Regions from separate parts of the Danio rerio genome. Here region 2 is linked to region 1. The links are chromatin contacts, called in public Micro-C maps. All regions are on one chromosome and are shown on one strand. The core of a region is the stretch at or near the end of the contact, and the rest is flanking DNA. Distances in the headings are between cores, read along the strand shown.

The links. Hi-C and Micro-C count contacts between places; a contact is called where the count stands out from the background.
Region 2: a contact with region 1 is called in a Micro-C map of caudal fin, with 4 times the contacts expected there. The contact joins the promoter of rab5if here to the promoter of tp53inp2b in region 1. A contact is called at or near these places in 2 of 18 Hi-C or Micro-C datasets (caudal fin and hematopoietic stem cells).

The regions. Positions count from the first base shown.
Region 1 is chr23:2,633,555-2,638,342 of GRCz12tu, forward strand. tp53inp2b (tumor protein p53 inducible nuclear protein 2b) reads left to right here and starts at 1,769. Exons shown (of 4, transcript XM_068216826.2): 1 at 1,769-2,057.
Region 2 is chr23:2,905,718-2,910,691 of GRCz12tu, forward strand. rab5if (RAB5 interacting factor) reads left to right here and starts at 3,025. Exons shown (of 4, transcript NM_199850.2): 1 at 3,025-3,284. The coding sequence starts at 3,177.

The DNA.
Region 1 (4,788 bases), core at 519-3,018:
CTAGGTTAATAAGGTTAATTAGGCAGGTTAGGGTAATTAGGCGAGTTATTGTATAACGATGGTTTGTTCTGTAGACTATCAGGAAAAATAAAATTAGCTTAAAGGGGCTAATTTTGACCTTAAAATGTGTTTAAAATATTAAAAACTGCTTTTATTATGGCTGAAATAAAACAAATAAGACTTTCTCCAGAAGAAAAAAATATTATCAGACATAGTGTGAAAATTTACTTGCTCTGTTAAACATAATTTGGGAAATATAAAAAAAAAATGCAAAAAAATCAATCAAAGGGGGTTTAATAATTCAGATTTAAACTCTACAATTGTTGATGTGTAATTCTAAAGTGTTTTGAAAGATGTAAAGAGATTTTATTTAATTTACTAAATCAAATTAATAATAGCCAGACATAACTATCATGATATTCACAATAATAATCTCTCTCTTACTTGAGTAATTCAGAAAAAATATACTGTTATTGTTAATTTTGTCTGCATTACGTGTAAACAACTCACACAAAACCTATACGTCTGTTCTTAGCACAAATATGCTGGTGAAAAGAATCTAAATGGCAAGGAACAGCATTTGAGTTATTTTCTAAAGACGCTTTAACAGGCCAGTCAACCATCAAGGTCTTGTCATCAATCCGCGGCTCCACATAGGTTGCTCACACGTCTGTCTTCAGACTGTGAGTTATGATTGGTCAAATGTGACGCGTGGCAGTTTAAACCCCGCCCCCGCGGCGAGAGGGAATTGAGGAATGTGGAGAAGGCGGGACAGGCAATATTTACAAACACTGTTTAAAGAGACACGAGCACTGCACTGATCAAATTACACCCAGACTCCAGACAGCGCGGTCACATTATATCCTGAACAGACACCTTTAAAAACGCAAAGTGGCAATGATATGAGATGGAAACTTTTTTTTTTTTTTGCCTTTCAAAAACAATTTATTTATAATTTATTCTGGCTGAGACATGCCAGATATATAGTGTATAACATATAAACATACAAATAAACAAAATGTTTATAAATAACCTAACAAAAAAAAGATCAGCATCAAGCAGAAAGAGAAGGAAACTAAGAGACTGTGCTAACTCAAATGCTGTTCCTTGCCATCTCTTCACCAGCATATTGTGCTAAGAACAGACGTCCAATATGTTTTGTGTGTGTTATTTACACGTAATGCAGTAAAAATTAACAATAAAAGTCTATTTTTCTGAATTACTCAGGTTAGAGAGAGATTATTAATCTGAATATCATGATAGTTATGTCTGGCTATTGTTGATTGGATTTAATAAATTAAATAAAATCTCTTTACACCTTTCAAAACACTTTAGAATTACACATCAACAATGCGTTTGCTCACATCAGACTACATTTTATAGCTTTTCTTCATAACATTACATTATTTTGTTATAACTGTTGACGTTTTGATAACTGAATGACATTACAGCTACAGAAAGTAAGTGCATTTTGTAGCTGAAATGTCCTTCAGTTATCAATATTAAACATCAGTATCAGTATTATTCTGGTGTTTTGTAAACACCAAACCCAAAACACAGCACCAGCATTACTGTACGCTGAGCTCCACCGCTGATTTATGATTTCATATGCGATTGTTTAAGGTGAAGCGAATGATGAGGCATATCTGCCCAACCCCCACCGCTTCATTTACTGCTCTCGGTCTGGTGTAAACATCTGATTGGTCCAGCTGAGGGAGTGGGCGTGGCTCTGACCGTTGCTACGAGCGCCGTGACATCACAATCAGCTGTTTTGTACGTTCTGTATTCTGATCTGCGGATCAGCTGGGCGAAGCAATAACATCACCAACAGTATCTGCTGGGGAAAATAACGTACAAGCCGCAGATCCCACGACTGAAACGTCGTGTAAATCTGATTTTACACGCGGATTTCTTCTAAGAAGAAGGACTTTTTCATATTTTTTTGTGAATTTTACTACCTCATATAAACGAATACCTAAAGCTATGCTTTAAGATTTTTGTTGTTGTTGTTGTTTTATTGTGTGGTCGTCGCGTTTACAACTTGAATAATTTTGCAGGTAAGACGCTGTATACATCTCCTCTGTCTGTTCTGTTGAAGCGAGATCTGTTTGTGGAGCAGAATCCGCTCCGTCTGTTGTGACTGAACTAGATCGGACATGTCTAGTTGAACACAGCGGTATACAGTAGATGATTCTGCACGAGCAGTTATTCTGTTATTAAACCATCTCACACGACATCATCATCGTTTTGCTCTCGTCACAGATGCGTTCATCGAAAGCAGTGTTCTCGATGGTGTACCTTTCAGAATCCGTCGTAAAATGACACCTATAGGTCACTGATGTTGTGTTTTACGTTTGCATTTAGCAGCAGTGGGGGTTTCCGTATAGATAAATAGAGTTGTAATACTCGTCCAGTCTTTGATTATATCGAAAATGTGTGTTTTTTGTAATGGTTTGTGTGGTTATATGAGCGATGGTAATACCCTTGATCCGAGCTGTCATTGCTTTGACCCTTTGCGCTCAGTCTCTCTCTCTCTCTCTTCGCATTATGCGCTCATATTCACTGCTGTTATGCGTTTATATTTTATGCTGCACTAATTTCCCATCGATTCACACAGGATTCATTAGTACAAACGGGATTTGATGTTGTTTTTTCAGGCGGCATCAGTCAGACTTTCGCTGAAATCGTTTTTTAATAATCAACGGTTGGTTAGTTTTAAGTGTGCATTCTGTGCATCTTTGAAAAAAGCAAACTATTTTTATATTCTGTCACAAACGCCGTAGTCACAACAGTTTGTGTCGGTTTCTATCGGAACGATCCTGTTCCCTCTGTTTTTTCATCCTCTGACCGCTAGTCTTGAGATGGGCTGGGCTGCGCCAATGACGTCATAAACACGCAGGGTTCCTTAAGCCCCGCCCACCGGCAGCAGGATTGAATATACAGGTCGTCAGCAGGGGGAGCCGTCGGGAGCCAAATTAAATGCTTTTCATTTCAGTAAATATGACGCAGTGAATAGGATTTTAATGTTATTGCATAAGAAAAAAGTGTTTATTTATCTGTACTTATGAGCAATTCCATGCAAACGTCAACATTGCCCTGAAAAGAGTAAGTTTTCACCAAAATATTGAAATCCTTTCTATGTTTTTTTTTTTGTAGGCTTATATTTTAATTTATAGGACTGTAAAAATACTCAAAAATGTCCCTGTTATTATATTTGATTTACCAAAACCACATTTTCACATATGTCACATCCATAATGGAGAGATGGCACATCCATAACGGAAGCTTTTTCCTCATAAATGCAAAAATGTTGAACAAATTAAAATCAATCATGTTTATTCTATAGAAATTTGGCATTTTTATGAAAAACAAATTGCGTTTCTGTGTAATAATCTGTTGATTGTAGCAACATTTTATATTCACAAATGTAGATTTGTTGAAGTTTTTCTTTGTTTCAAAGCATTTAAAAATTATTTAAACATTTTATATAAATTTATAAAAAGCTGAAAAACAAAAGGTTCCTCAAAGCTCTCTAAGCTTTTGTCAACTTATATGGGACTGACCCTCCCTGAATGTAATGTATTTTCTTTTGTATTATTTATGGTTTGTTTATGTTATTATTATTTGTACTGTTTTGTTTATTGTATGCTGCTTGGATATAATGTTATATATGTTTAACTACGGAAGTTGAACATGTCTGTTTGTTATTTGAAGGTTAAAAAAATGTTTGTTCTATAGAGAGCCAACTTTTATTCCTTAGATTATTATTGTTTCTTTTGGGATGTCCAGTTTAATTTAGAGAATTTCTACAAAGTATGTTGTGTACTTTAAACTCGCTAAGTCAGATCCATAACACATGCTTATTTCCCTCATTTAAAACCGAAATGTTGTTTACAGATTGATATTTTTCTGATCTCAAACCTCTGTGGTTAGTTGTTTTGTAAAATATAAACATATTTCAATATAATGTTAACATATACTTTTTCTGTTTTGAATTTTTACTGCAAATGTCACATCCATAACGCTGGAATTGCTCATGTGTAAATGTTTTCTCCCTCCTATATTTAATGTCGGAAAACATTAGGATTTTTTTTTTTTTATTTGACTGTTAGCTATAGATTGTAAAATGAAGTGCTCTAAATCATCGTCCTGCTCCTGGAGGTTTACCATCCTCTAGATTGCAACCCCAGTCAAACATACCTGAAGCAGCTAATCAAGGTGCTCCTAATTACAGGTGTGCTGGAGCTGCATGGAAAGCCTCTGGGATCAGGGTTGGTGATCCCTGCTTTAAATCATAATCTTCTTAGTTTTTGTACAGTAGTGTTTATAATAAAACACAAATAAACATTGTACACTTGCCCATTATTAAAAAATCCAGAGAGCCTATAAAGTGGTCTCTTATTTTTTATTTTTTAGAGAATTGTGCATCACTTTTTTTTATTTGCAGGTTAAATAAATTATCTTCAGCCATTTAACTATTTTTTATTAAGCAAATTGACATTTTGATTAATTTAAGATTAACAAATTATTAATGCAAATGGATGTAGATAGATAGATGGATAGATAGATGGACGGATGAACAGATAAATTAATAGACAGATAGACCAATAGATAGATGGATAAATAGATAGACAGACAGACAAACAGAACGATAGATATATAGATAGATAGATGGATAGATAGACAGACAGACATATAGATAGATAGATAGATAGATAGATAGATAGATAGATAGATAGATAGATAGATAGATAGATAGATAGATAGATAGATAGATAGACAGACGGA
Region 2 (4,974 bases), core at 1,775-4,274, 270 kb after region 1:
TGTGAGCCTGGATTGATTTGTTTTTGATGTTACACTCCAGTTGGGAAATCATTGCTGTATTTTTTTTAAATCAACGCGTTACAGGACGTCTATCATGCATATGCGGAATATGCCTGTGTAAGTAACATGAATCGTTCACATATCTTTTGCGACTTTATTGTCCGAGTTGTAAAACGCATAGCAAAGCTGCCTATAGAGAGAAACTCTGCCGTCTCCCACAGAGAGACGCAGGTGCTGGCCAAGAGTGCGTGTATGTGTATGTGTGTGTGTGCGTTTACAGCCGTTTGATAAATATGGATTTGTAACGTTAGCTAAGTCGTTAGCGGTTACCATAATTTCCCGTTGTTTACATCTTTGCTACAACACACCGTTAAAGTTAGACACTGTACATGTCATGATCAATTTTAACAAATAAAAACACTTACAGGTCATGACTCAGAGTTCACAGCGTCTCCTTGCTCCATCTTTGAGGAGATTTTAACTGAATCCAGCACTGAACTGGGAGAGATTCTGGAAGCTGTGTTTTGTCAAATCATGCTTGCTATGTATTTTATAGTTCTCTGGAACATAATTAATATTGAACTGTAAGCACTTCTGTGTTTGGGTCGTGTCATTTGGAAGCCCAACAACAGAAACAGAACAGCTCTGTGGAAACAGCAGGATGGCATTTCTCTCTCTGCAGTAAAGTTACAGCGCCTATGGCCACGGCCTTTACCTGCGCAGTGTGGGATGCGCAATAACGAACTTTTGTGATCTCACAGGGGGCGGAAGTATTTTTTGTAGTCCCCAAAATTCGTTAATTGTAGGCGTTGCTAAGCTAACTCTGTACAAATCAAGGTCTCCCTTTGCATTAAACTTTGAATATTTTACATTCAGAGATGCTGTTTATGTTCACACAGCTACATTACACATCAACTGAAGTTTAAAATATAATATCGTAGTGGACCACCCCTTTAATATAAAAATATGTACATACACAGTATTATGATAATATATGAATATAGTTTTAATTAAATGAATCAATTATATATATATATATATATATATATATATATATATATATATATATATATATGTATATATATATATATATATATATATATATATATATATATATGTATATATATATATATATATATATATATATATATAACATAAATAATAGTAATTGTCGCTATATATGAATAGTTCTTGAAAAGAGGTATTGGATACAAGTTTTTCTTGAAAAGAACAAAGAGATCAAGCCTCAGCCATGTCAGGATATCATTCATTCATTCATTTACTTTTCGGCTCAGTCACTTTATTAATCCGGGGTCGCCACAGCGGAATGAACCGCCAACTTATCCAGCAAGTTTTTACGCAGCGGATGCCCTTCCAGCCGCAACCTATCTCTGGAAAACATGTCAGGATAAGTAACGCAAAAGTAACTCAAAAGTACTCAAAAGTAACACATTACTCACCATAAAAAGTAACTAATAAGTAACACAACTAGTTACTTTTTTGGGGAGTAACCTGATATTCTAATTAATTAATTTCTAAAGCAACTTTCCACAACACTGCTTAATAAAGCAAAATTTCTCTGGCCCAGATCTGGCCCACACCATCAGCATTTGCTTGGCCCACATGCCGCAGTGAATTACGGTACATGGCTGGACCGAGTCTAAATTCCATACATAGATAAACGTGGACCATATCTGGGCCAAGTCTCAGCCAAGGTAATACCCATAAATGGGCCAAATAATGTTGGTGTGTCAATGTTTTTTCCTTATGGCTGTGCTTTTTCTTGAAGCGACCTGATTGATAGATTATTTTCTTTACTCAAAAATAACTTTAATGTATTTTAAAAGTGGGTAAAGATAGGCCAACCCTACGTGGCCCACATATACATTTTAACATCTGGGCCAAATACTACATATGATATCTGGCCCAAGTCTTGAGAGCCACATTTAGACAGTGACACCTCGGCCAAACCTAGGCCATATTTGGCCCACATGCTGTATGCCAGTGCCGGACGAATGCCTGCTGTGCCAGCTTTATGCCAAATCTGGGCCAGAATTCTTTGCTACCTGGGATTGGAACCACTTGAGGGAGAGTAAATAGTAAGTACGTTTTACGATGAATTATCTTTTTTAGTAATCTGTAGAACACATTTTAATACAGATTTAGTAATTACTAGTTCATATTAGAGATGAATGAGAGCTGTAATAAATGAAACAAAACTGAAATGAGCTCAAACGGAACTCATTCAGTAGGGTATATGCCTAAGCATGGTAATGGGACTTTTAATTTGCCACTAACCTAGGTTAAGCGCTTCCGGCGAACTGTATGCCAATGCAAAAACCGGCGCGTTTAAGGTCTGTTTTCTTTAAAAATCACAGATCTCCACTGGCTGAATGATTTCCGATATAAAGTGGGTCCTGAATTGTACAAGAAGCACTGCATTAAATTACACGTTCCCCCGCCATGTCTTTATAATATGACCGTTTATTTTACCTCAGTATATTCAATGGAGCTTTTGCCCTAGCCTTCAGATTTTGACAGGCGCGTGCAAGTAAACGGCTTTTTGTCTCGTTTTACGCTTGAGAAACTAAATGAATGCCAAAGTTTATTTAACTGAATGTATTTTAATGACATTACAACATCGATGCTGTAAAAGGAACTGTATACAGTGGAAAAAAAGTACACAATGACAAGTCACCAGAAGTTTATCAGCATGGAAAAAACATTAGCTTCCCCCCTTTTTATTGTCAAACATATGCAATAACAGGGAAATAAGACATGATATCATACAGAGAGAGAAAAACAACAACAATTACACAAAAAACACCATAAAAATATTGGGCTTGCACGTACATTTCATTCATTATTCATTAATTGCCCTACTCTTATATTGCGCTAATTACGGTTCACCTGTAGAGGGCGTGATGTGACTACACGCATGCGTCTGAGGTCGGTTCTGACTTCTTATTGGCTGAGCGCGGAGACGTCGCACTCGCTCATTGGTTGGCACAGCAAGGTCATGACTCGGGCGCGCGTGCGCGGAGTCGATTTCGTGAGCTGTGTCAATGTGGGACGAAAAGCAGCAAATCTGAACCCCTGCGCTTGAATTCCGCCACTAAAACCGAACATTTGGAGTCATATCGCGTGTTTTACCGTGTCTGCAGTCGGTGTGGATCATGTCGAGCAGCTCGAAGCGGAAAGAGGAGGTTCATGCGGTGAATGGAGGAGTAAAGCAGTCCACATGGAGCAAAGCCATCAGCTGTAAAGCAGTGTGGGAAGAGAAGGTCTGATTTTGCACCCATCCACACTTAGGCTAATTCTGACTAGTATCTTTTACTAGTGTACTAGATGTTTCTGTAATGTGTTAAAGCAGATGCTGTCAGGTGTTTGTGAATGTGCTGTTGGCATGTTCACTGTTTAGGGTTCAGGGCTGTAGGTGTCATCGTGTTCAGTAGGGATTGGGCTCTTTAAAGAGATTAATGATACTGCGGTCATGAGCTGATCCTCGTTTATTATCGTATGCCACTAAAATGTGCGAAGATTAGTTTTTATATTCGCAAATTCAGACTTTCATCCTCTTAATAAAAAAGCAGAAAAGTATTATTTGCTCATTTTGTTTTGAAGTCGTGCTTGAATGCTCTTTTTAGACCGAATATTAAGTTTTTTTTTGTTATTTTGAAATTTATTGTAAGTATATACAAAGTCAGCAAGCTTCTAAATATTTTCGCAGTAACTTTTTTTTAATATTGTTGGTTTTATATTCACACATTCGTTCAGTGAAAGCTCCCTGTATTGTTTACCATGGTACTTTGAATATTCTGACTGAAATTATAGAGTTAAAGTTAGTTTTACATTCGCACATTTAGACTTTCCCCTTAATAATATAATTTCATAAAAGTATTATTTGCAAACACTAAATAGCCAAATCAATTTAGCAGCCATTGACTATCAAAGTACAACATAGTTCACTGTCAAATAAACAGTGTTAATGATAGAGGTAAAATTTGGTTTTATATTTGGATATTCAGACATTTTCCTTAATACTATATTTTCATTAAAGTATTGTTTGCAAATTCTAAATAGGTAAATCATATTAGCAGCCAATGACTATCAAAGTACAACACTGTTAACAGTGAATTAGACAGTGTTAATGTTGTTTTGAAGTCCTACTTGCATACTAATTTCAATCGAATATTCAAAGTAACATGGTAAACAATACGGAGACTTCTAAATGAACGAATGTGTGAATATAAAACTAACTTTACCTCTATTCCTTAATTATATAATTTCAGAAAAATATTATTTGCTAATTCTAAATAGTCAAATCCTATTAGCAGCAAATGACTATCAAAGTACACCATTGTTCACAGTCGATTAGATAGTGCTAATGTTGTTTAGAAGTCATTCTTGCATGCTAATTCCTATCGAATATTTTAAGTAACATGATAAACAATATAGAGACTTCTAAATGAACGAATGTGTGAATATAAAACTAACTTTACCTCCATATTCAAAACAACATTAGCACTATTTAATTGACTGTGATCATTGTTGTTCTTTGATAGTCATTGGCTGCTAATATGATTTCACCATTTAGAATTTGCATTTAGTAAATTTCTGAAATATGTTAATGAGAAAGTCTGAATATAAAACCCAACTTTACCTTATTTTTTCATTATTGGAAAGTTCAACAAGAGTACAGAAATGTATAGAAAATATAAATATATGTGCAGAAAAGGTATACATCCCATAACAACAAACATAGACAACAGAACAGAGCAAACAAACAAACAAAAAAAGATTTCAGGGGTAATATAAATTACAATAGATCACTTTTAATCTATCTTAAAGCAAAGTCCCATAGAATACAGTCAGAAAAGAGACAACACTATAAGATTCACTAAGTGTTATTGATTTTAAAACTTTAACGTTGCTGGAGGTTGAGATTGTATCCAAATAATATTTCAAATCTTT